Regions from separate parts of the Oryctolagus cuniculus genome. Here region 2 is linked to region 1. Evidence: chromatin contacts called from public Hi-C data. All regions are on one chromosome and are shown on one strand. Each heading gives the region's core, a stretch centred on a gene start, on an enhancer-like site or on the middle of the called end of the contact. The rest is flanking DNA. Distances are from core to core; before and after follow the strand shown.

Region 1 (4,888 bases), core at 876-3,375:
TTCAGTTTCAAACATATGAATTCTCAACATGAGTCTCATTGGTTCCTATTAGGTAACATGTTCATCTCCAAAGCAATCCCATAGAAAATGCAATTCAACAATGGGCTTATGTCTGGTCTAATGCTCCCCACCAGCTGTAATGTAAGGAGTGATGGTCATCTATGCTTGAACTTCATGGGCCAAACTGGGAGAAATAGATTGTAATATAATTGTAATATAATTGTAACCAGAAGCTGATGGCTAGTTGCCAAGTTGACCAAGTACACAACCATCCCTATCAACCTTACTTAGTGCTTGTATGGAAAAAAAACTCATCTGCAATTGGGGGTAGGGGCATCAAGGCTTCACCAGAGAGGTAGCATTTGAACTGAAACCTGAAACACTGGGTATGATTTAGATATGCAAAGATGAAGAAAAAAATGTTCCTGGAAATAGCAACAGTTTAAGCAAAAGCTCTAAGAAGTGAAGGGTGTGTTCAGGGAACAAGGGAGCCAACAGGATGGGGAAAAGAATAAACAGGATTAAAATGAGAGCCATATTAGGAAGGATCTGAAACTTCAGCCTAAGCAAATTGCCTTCAAAGAAGCTGTAGATTATGCAAATTAAAAATACACACCAGGATAAACAAACTATGGTAAACCACACAATAGAATGTTATGCAGCATAAATGAAATATCAAGTCACAAAAAGATACAGAGGAGACTTAAATGTATATTGCTGACTGAGAGAAGCCAATCTGAAACATCTAATTACTGTTTCCGACCATATGATGCTCCAGATAAGGCAGAACTAAGGATAGAGCAAAAAAATTCAGTTATCGCCAGGGATTCAGGGGGAAGGAGCAAGGAGCACAGAAGCTGGTTACGGCAGTGCAACTATTCCATATGATACAGTTATGACAAACACATGTCATATGTATTTATCCAGACCAGTAGGCCACACAACACCAAGAGTGCATCCTAATATAAACTATGGATTTAGGATGATCATCATGTCACTACTTTGTCCAACACTTATAACAAACATGCCACGCAATGCAAGATGTTAATAATAGAAGAAAGGGGGGTGTGGAGTATGAGAACTCTCTACTTCATTCGCGTTTTCTATAAACCTAAAAGTTATCTATAAAATAAACCCTATTAATAGCAATGATTTTAAAAGGGGGAAAATGAGGACTATTTTGCTTTAAATCTGGGTCAGGCACTTACAAGTTGGGAGCTCCTAGGCGGGTTATTGAATCTCTCAGCCTCAGTTTATTCAGTTTAACCTAACATTCTATTATGTGGCTATACCATAGTTTGTTTATCTTGGTTTGTATTTTTAATCTGCGTAAATATAACTTCTTTGAAGGCAATTTGCTTCAGTTTACTCAACTGTAAGATGAAGCTACTAGTGCCCACCTGATAGGGTTGATGTATGAAAAATAAGTGGATGTCTCAAGTAGTTCATGGCATCATATAGCAAGCACTTATGAGGGGGAATTGGTGGAGTGGAGTGGAAGTGCATTTGTTTTCAAGAAGCCATTGAAATTATCCACGCTCAAAAGCCATTGCTCAGGACTCCCCTTCAAAAATCTACAGATGGCAACCAGCTGCATATAGATTGTCATACAGAGAAGTCAGAGACAGGAAGATAAATGAGGACGTAATTCCAGGAGGAAGGTGGACATGGCAGTAGAGATGGAGGGAGGGAGGGTAGAAGAAGCGTTCATCAACAAGGCATATGAAAAGGGTCCTTGGGAGGAGAACTGGGTGCCTTGGGGGACTGAGCACTAGAATCACAGACTATTGAAATCCTGACTGTTTACCCCTTCCTCTCTGGCTGAACACAGTCTTCGTGCCTGTCTGCCATCAGAGAATCTTCCATTGTTTCCTGCTCCAAAGGGAAAAAAGAAAAAGGATTTTTTACACAGAAATTTACCTGTCAGCTGCACTGCTGCCTTGACATTTTAAGTGGTACCTGCCCTTCTGTGTCAGACATTTCTGGCAAATAAGAAAGTGACAAGCTTCCCTAATGGGTGTTTGAGTGTTCAATGAAGTGAGAACCCTGCTAGAGGTAGGGAAATCCGGGACCTGCCAAGGCAAAGGGAACATCAGCAACAAAGATTTCAAGCAATTATCTTGAGGCCTTCCCACCCAGTATCTCCGTGCTTAGCCAAGCGAGGACTTCAGGAGGCAGCTGAGAGCACGGGTGCGTCCTTCCCACCTCCTGCTGAGTCACCACAGCAAACTGCAGCAAACAAATAAAGCTGCCTCAGAACTGGCAAGACCAGGCTCCAGGGCGTACAAATATTGGCCTTTTCTATCTGGAATTAGGTGAAAAACATTGGCATCAGCCTCTCACGGAACAAAGAAAGATAAAGATGTGCAGATTCACCTCACCAACCTGGGAGGGAGTCCCTCTGTGACTGTGTTGCCACGTGGTTCCCTAGCTATGTAATTCAAGCTCATGTCCAGTGACAGGGATCTTTCTACTAAACCAGGGTTACCTGGATAACTGGCAGCCTTAGAGCTGACCCACTAATTTTACAGCTGGGGAATTCAAAACCTAGGTAAGAAAAGTATCTTGTTCTAAACCACCTAGTGAGCTAGGGGCTGACCTTCCCATGTCTTCTAGAACTTATTCCTAAGCACACTCACTAGGCATATCTTGGTTGTTAAAACAGTGAGTTCTAATGAGGTCAGGAAGACCCATGGCCAAACTTCAGCTCTTTCCATGGGTCAAACCATTTTTTTTTTCTTTTTAAGTCCCAGTTCTCTTGACTGTACTATTGGAACAATAACAGTACCTAACTTACTGAGTTGTCATAAAAAGCACTTGAGAAAATGGATACCAAGTATCTTTCATTGTGTCTGGCACATACTGTAAGTGTAGAATAGTGGCATCTAGTAGGTGTAACCAGTGCTGATTCTGCTTGTTTATCTACCATGCCAGTGAAGCACTGGAGAACCATGTTTACCATCCCATGTGTACTACTTATCATTTGTTTCAGTGTGGGTTCCAGGATCTCAGAGGAAATAAGAAGAACATGGCCTTCCAAGAAGGCATGCTTACAGCAGGTAACTTGGAGTATCCAGAGATACCCCTCCTTACCAACACTTATAGCCCAATGTCTCCCTGACTATGCACAATACAGCCTATGAACTGAACCAAGATGTCTCCCTAAGAATACCATTTGTCAGCACCTTGGACAGCATTCAAATGATCTGCCACTCCAGGTAAGGGAGGTGACATTTCTTTTGACGTGATGCCAGGTGGGTGGCAGCGAAGATATTTAGAGAGAAGAGGTGCTGACATCTCTCCCTGTGACCACATTTCTAGGGGAATTGTACAAACAGGAGATAAAAGAAAACAAAGCAAGAATAAAACCTCCCATGTGTATGACTTTCATTCTCCACTCCCCACAGAAAGCCCTCTGCTTATTAAAGGTTTGTGGTGAAGAAAAACATACAAGGTCGAGACCCGTTCCAAAGAGAGCGACTAAAAGCAAGTCGGCACATTTTACGGGGCTGACTGATTTGCCAGCTCCTTCTGTGCAGCATTGTTACAATTACAGCTATTCTTGGTGACGTAATCCATTATGGTTCCATTATTCCCAAGAAGCAGAGAAGAGCAAAAATCAAAGGTTTATCATCTAGCTGGAGTTTGTAGAACATAGCAGGCTGCCTGCTGGGACACATCAGGTAGCAATCAGAAACCAGACCTAGGGGGAAAATATGCATTACACTGAGCTCCTCTGTCCACCTAGAAGAGATGATGCTATTTGCATTAGGGAAAGGAGGCTGCGTTCCCTCTGTTTGCCTTCAGGGCATTTTTCTCTCAGTTGGCCAAACAGGATGATCTGCTTCCTGAAACAGAGGGGCACAGTCACTCTCGCTCCCAGACCCCACAGGAAGAAGAACCATAACTACCATGTGCCAACAGTGGGTTAGGCATTGCATAGGTGGGAGGGTATTATTAAACTGCATTTGGCAAAAGACAAAACTGAGGCTCTGAGAAGTTATCTGGGATTCTCGGTGACAAAAACCCAGTTCAGAAAGGTTTGAAGGAAAAAGAGAATATATTTGCTTAAGTAACTAAAAAGTCTAGAGGTAAGCTGATCGCCAGGTATGGCTGGATAGAGGAAGGAAAAGGTGTCATGACTCTGCAACTCTCAATGTGGCTTTCCTCTATGTTGCCAGCCCCTTCCTTTCCCAGCCAAGACAGGCTCTTCCTCCTTGTTGCAAGGTGGGAACAACCAACTACTGTTCTCATCCTTCTAGCTAAGCAACCCCAGTGGAGAGAGAGCTTTTCTTCCTCAACAGGTTCCAGTAAAAGTCCCAGGACTAATATCATTGGCCTGTGGTCAGGGAGGTGGAGCAGCATACAAAGGCCAGGCCTGATTGAAGGGGCCACAGCTGGAGCTGGGAGAAAGCCTACCAACTGAATATCACACTGACTATAAGGCAGAAAAGGGTGCTTCCTAAACCAAATTTGACTTACAACTTCAACAGAAGAAGGAGAGGATAGAGGCATGTGACAAAAGCCAATGTCCATGATAGCCACTCTACTGATAAGCAACCATATTCTTCTCACTGTCATGCAAATAATGACTTAGCACAGTACTTAACACACACCTGGCGCATGATGAGGCTAATGCTTTGGGACCATGCTGTATCACTAGCAGAGATAATATTTTATGTTCCCACTGGGTTTCATAGAAGATGACCAGAAAATTGTGCTAGATAGTGAAGACTCCAGCCTGGCACCTTATCAATATCAGAATTTTCCTGTCTTAGCTAACTGAATGACCAGAAAGAGAGTGGTAAGGGTTGTTCTTAATTTTTATCTATGTATTCAATTTTACTTGAAGGAGGGACAGAGAGAGAAAGGCAGAGAGAGGTCTTCC
Region 2 (5,334 bases), core at 2,526-5,025, 72 kb after region 1:
TGCAGCCTGGCCCAGCCCCAGCTGTTACAGGCATTTGGGGAGTGAACTAGCAGATGGAAGATCTCCCCTCCCCCCAACTCTTTAACTAAATGCATTTAGTGCAGTGGTTATGATCCTTCTAACTTAGAAATAACATGAAAAAAAAATTGGGTCTCCAAGGACAGCTGTGGGACCTAGAATGAGAAGTATTTTAGGGGCCTGGCACTGTGGCATAGTGGGTAAAACTGCTGCCTGCAGTGCCAGCATCCCATTTGGGCGCCAGTTCGAGTCCTAGCTGCTCCACTCCGATCCAGCTCTCTGCTGTGGCCTGGGAGAGCAGTAGAAGATGGCCCAAGTCCTTGGGCCCCTGCACCCACCTGGGAGACCCAGGAAAAGCTCTTGGTTCCTGGCTTCAGATCAGCACAGCTCCGGCCATTTCGGCCATCTGGGGAGTGAACCAGTGGATGGAAGACCTCTCTCTCTCTCTCTCTCTCTTTTCCCCTCCTTCTCTGTCTGTGTAACTCTTTCAAAATAAATACATCTTTAAGAGAGAGACAGAGAGAGAAGTATTTCAGAACACAGGTGAGAAGATACCTAGCCAGGTTCAGACCCCTCAGGGAACAAGCCTGGGGTCAGAGAACCTAGGGTAAGCCCCCCCCCCCCCATTGTTAATTGGTGGGGAAATGAACGTGTTAAAAAATAAATACATAAAACAAAACAAAACCCTCATCTTCCTTTAATTACTTTCTGAGAGCCTTAACAACTGACCTGTCAGCCCATCTACTCAAAGCCAATTACTGGCCAGGCTCCACTCGGAAAGATGTACCCGAGGAGCAAACACAGCACCGTCTCCCAAGGTGACTGGGCCTGCCCTCGCGCCTTGCCCCGGGCCCAGCTGGTTTGGTGCCGATAACGGAAGGACAGCAAGATATATCACTGCCCTAGCTTTTCCCTTTGTCTCGGGCCCAGAGGGTCCTGACGGGGCAGTTTCCAGGGACCTCACGGAAGCGTGCTGACGCTCTTGACTGAGGCAGGGCTGCCGAGTACACGCAGCGTTAAGCTCACTGACGGAAGACCCGCAGCTCCAAGTCCTCTCTCGAGCATAGCCTCAAGCTGATTCCACACCTCCAGCTCCTTTTATAAATTATACACAGCGGAGGGAGAGGCGCCGCAGGGTGCCCGGAAGGCTGGAGCGGGAGTTCAAGTGGGCGCCCCGCTTCGGCACAATTGAGTGAGGCAGGCGGAACCACTCATCGCTCGGTTCCCAAACCTGACGCTCCCAGGGAAAGCAATCCTGGAGACACAGGAATGGCAGACAGGACGCGTCCCGCGAGATAACTAGTAGAGGAAACAGGAGAGGCCATCGTGGGGACTTTCAGGATCTCAACGTCCAACTCCTAAGCTAAGGTTGAGTCCTCTCCTACCTCTGTCAGGTATTTGTCTGGCGTTTGCTTACACACCTTAGACAGGGAGCTCCTACTTCTCAAGGCAGCTGGTTCCATTCTTGGGCGTCGCTCTGGATTGAACTGAGTAGGGGATGCTCTTGGTTCCGTGGCTCGCCTTGCTGTCTCCGCCACAGCGTTTCTCAGAATTATCCGGAGAGCACATGAAATGCAGACTCCTGGGCCCTGCTCTGATCTGGTGAATCAGAGTCTCTGAGGCAGAGGCCCATAGATCTGCGTATCATTGCAAAATGCCTGCTTTGTGAGAGGGGACTTAGGGCCCTGCAATGCCGTGGAGGGGCGCCCTTCTAGCAGGGCAAGATTATCCGAAGGAAAGGCCAAGGATCCAGGAGCCAGAGTCCTCCAACCTGCCAAACATGGCCTGATGTGAGAGGAAGCCACATCAGGTAGGAATGAAGGAACAGAAGATCACAGATCACAGTGACTACTTGCTAAGCACCCACCTGTTAGGCACTGGACAAAGGCATCTGCCATGACCCCTCCTTGTGTCAGGTATTACAGTGTCTCCATTTAACGTACAAAGATACTGAGCTTTACAGAGCTGATGTGCCTTGTCCAGGGAGAAATATCTAGAAATTGGCAGCACTGATATCTGCCTGACTCCCCAACCCTGGTGCCAGATCCAAAGCTGTCAGTGTCCAGACCTCTTCCTTTATCCCAAAGGAGCAGGTGCAGACTCGCTTGTATTTGACTGTGGTGCCAGTTTTCACCTGACCTCTCAGGAGGAGAGAAACCCCTGCAGGTGTTCCCGAGGTGTACAGCCAGTCCCCAGGGAGGCAGGCTACTTGGAGCTCCAGCTGAAGGTTCCCACCCGGGAGAACAGCACAGACTCTAGAGGAATGGCCTTGTTCTCCTAGGCTGACGCCTCCCCTGGTCCCTCCAGCCGTCCAGTCCTGAGCCAAGAGTATACCTGGAGCCCTACAGACCCTGTCTGAATAGTTAGAAGCTCTAAGTTACAGTAACACACTGTAAATAATACACCTTCTGTCCTTCTATCTTGATCAATATTCTCTCATAGTGGCCTGGCAGGGTCAACTTCAAATTCAGAATTTGAAGGAGTTCCTCTCTGGAACATGGCAGAACAGGAAGAGCTAGCCCCAGATCTGGCCCCGGTATGGTCCTCTCCTTCCCATCCCTGATTCTGCCCCACACCCTGAGGAGCCCAAGTATACTCTGAGGTCTGTCTGAATGTCCTGTGAACAGCAGCACCTTGACCTCCTTCAGGCCATGCAGTCATTTAGGGGGAACTCAGTCTTGCCCTGGCTGCCCCAGACATGGCCCCTGCCTGGCTATCCCTGCCCCCTGAACCCATTCACACCTGCAGGTAGCAACGAGAGCTGAGATAGGAGAGGAGTCAGGAAGCTGCATGTCTGCAGATCCCCTGCATTAATATGCAGCCTCTCCCATAGAAAATGAAGTACAAAGGAAAGAAAATGAAGTCTGGAGTCTTTGCTCCAGCATGCAAAGGGAAGAGAAAGGATTGTGTACTGAGGTCACCTAGATCATGAGCTCACATCTGCTTCACTATCTCACCTGAAATTCACTTATTAAATTTTATTATCATTGAGTTTTTGAAATATTATGAGACACATCACTTGGTGATGATATCAGTTGTAATCACCACAGGTCAGTGATGATCAAAATGCAGTCTGGGACCAGTGTGATAGCATCACTTGGTATTCCACACACAAATTCTCAGGCCCCAGTTCGACCTTCTGAACCAGAGATTTGAGATGCGGCCCTGTCACCCCTGTTTAACAAGCCTTTCTGAGGATTCTGACCACACAGAACCCCAAGAAGCACTGATGTAGGTAACACAGGCATTGATTAATCCGGGCCAGAGCAGCCATTCCTGGAGAGCCGTGTTCATCACTATGTATTCATTCAAAACACATTTCCTGAGGGCCAGACACTGTGTTAGACCCTCTGGGTTGAAGACACAAATTCTGCCTGCAAGTTGCTCACAGCCAAGCAGGGAAAGAGCAAGTAACACATCACCACCGTAGGATGTGACAAATGCCAGCATCCACAGTGGGTGGAAGAGGGTCAGAGCACATCCCAGAAACAACTCAGTAACAAAGACTTGCCTCGATCACACGTTAGCCAGATTCCTCCGAGCTTTCTTCTCAACCAGCCCTTCACCTTGGCCCCATCTGAATTTTACACAGTTCAGCGATAGCGAAATAAAATCCTGCTAAGTCAGCCCTCACCTTTGAGATCTAACCAAACCCCTCCTCTCTCACGCTTGATGTCTAAGCTCTTGGCCTACCTTTAGCAATCATCCTGTCTGGTCACTTTAGCAAGAATCCCTTATCCTAATGTCTTAGTCACTTTCCATTAAAATCTTCAGCTGTCTTTGTTGTACTGGTAATTGAGCCCATTCTCTCCCCTATTGCATCACCTCTATTACAATAATCCCGAGTAAAGCCTTCCTTACTGTTTTAACCATTGTCAGAATACATTTTTTCCCTGACACTGGGCAGGGAGTGGTTATGCAGAGGCCCAGAGGAAGGCAAGAACATAGCTCGGCCCATGCACCCCCTGAGCATGGCTCACATGTAAGAGGCACAGTATGACCAAGGTGGCAGTGGACCTCCATGGATGAGCCTGGGCAGGTGAACATGGCTTTGCCAGGCTCCTGAAAGCAATGGACTGCAAGGGGGAGTTTTAATTAAGCCTTTCTTCTAGAAAAATCTTTCCATCCAATTGCCACAAGGTGAATGAATTGAGAAATCCAAGCCTAGAACTCTGAATGACATGGGAGGACACCGCTCTCCCCAGAGGAGAAGATTGGACAAACTGGTGTAGGGCAGGAGGCTAGAAGGGTGGAGTTATCTTTGAGGTCAAGCCAGAAAGTGGCCTGCTCAACAGAATCACCTGAAGAACTTGTTAACCTTGTACTTGTGCCACATCATCAGAACTCCTAAGTCAGAAACTCACACATTTGTGAGTTTGAAAAGCTTCTCTAGGGGCAGGCATTTGGCATAGTGGTTAAGATACCACTTCAGACACCCGTATTCCAGATCAGAAAGCCTAGGTTCAAGTCCTGGCTCTGCTCTCGATTGCAGCTTCCTGCTCATGGGAGGCAGAAGACAATGGCCCAAGAGCTTGGGTTTCTGCCATGCACATGGGAGACCTTGATTGAGTTCCTGGCTCCTGGTTTTGGCCTGGCCCAAACCTGGCTGTTGTGGGCATTTGGAGAATGAACCAGTGGAGGGGAGATTCTTCTCTCTCTCTCTCTTTCAAATAAAATAAAATAAAAATGAACACATAAATAAACTTTTTTTTTGACAGGCAGAGTGGACAGTGAGAGAGAGAGACAGAAAGAAAGGTCTTCCTTTTGCCATTGGTTCACCCTCCAATGGCTGCCGCGGCTGGCGCGCTGCAGCCGGCGCACCGCGCTGATCCGATGGCAGGAGCCAGGTACTTCTCCTGGTCTCCCATGGGGTACAGGGTCCAAGCACTTGGGCCATCCTCCACTGCACTCCCTGGCCACAGCAGAGAGCTGGCCTGGAAGAGGGGCAACCGGGACTAGAACCCGGTGTGCCGGCGCTGCAAGGTGGAGGATTAGCCTAGTGAGCCGTGGCGCCGGCCAAATAAACATTTTTTTAAAAGCTTCTCTTATCTAGCTTCAGCAAGGGCTGAGAATTCCTGCAGTGTAAGGTGAGGAGACACAGCCTGGTGACACTGAGAGAGGGGGCAGGAGCCAGGCAGAGGAAGGAACGTGTGTGTGTGTGTGTGTGTGTGTGTGTGTGTGTTTGTGGAGGGGGAGGAGATGAGGAGTGTTCCCAGTTGCTGTGAATCATCGGGGATGCCAGCCCCTGCAAATCACAGGCTGCACTGGGAGGCCAAGGGTGGAGAACTTCACCTTCCTCCTTCCTAGGTGCACAGA

What was found. A called contact is a pair of places that touch in the nucleus more often than the background predicts.
Region 2: a Hi-C map of embryonic fibroblasts shows a contact between it and region 1, with 2.7 times the contacts expected there. The contact joins two enhancer-like sites. A contact is called at or near these places in 3 of 6 Hi-C or Micro-C datasets (ear pinna, embryonic fibroblasts and psoas muscle).

Annotation. Positions count from the first base shown.
Region 1 is chr6:41,027,321-41,032,208 of mOryCun1.1, forward strand. No RefSeq gene overlaps it. Among named protein-coding and RNA genes, the nearest start is that of FAM114A2, 61 kb to the left of the region's middle. Within about 2 kb of position 2,126, at least 1 of the 8 cell types and tissues checked has an H3K27ac peak or open chromatin away from gene starts, as enhancers often do.
Region 2 is chr6:41,097,921-41,103,254 of mOryCun1.1, forward strand. No RefSeq gene overlaps it. Among named protein-coding and RNA genes, the nearest start is that of GALNT10, 20 kb to the right of the region's middle. Within about 2 kb of position 3,776, at least 1 of the 8 cell types and tissues checked has an H3K27ac peak or open chromatin away from gene starts, as enhancers often do.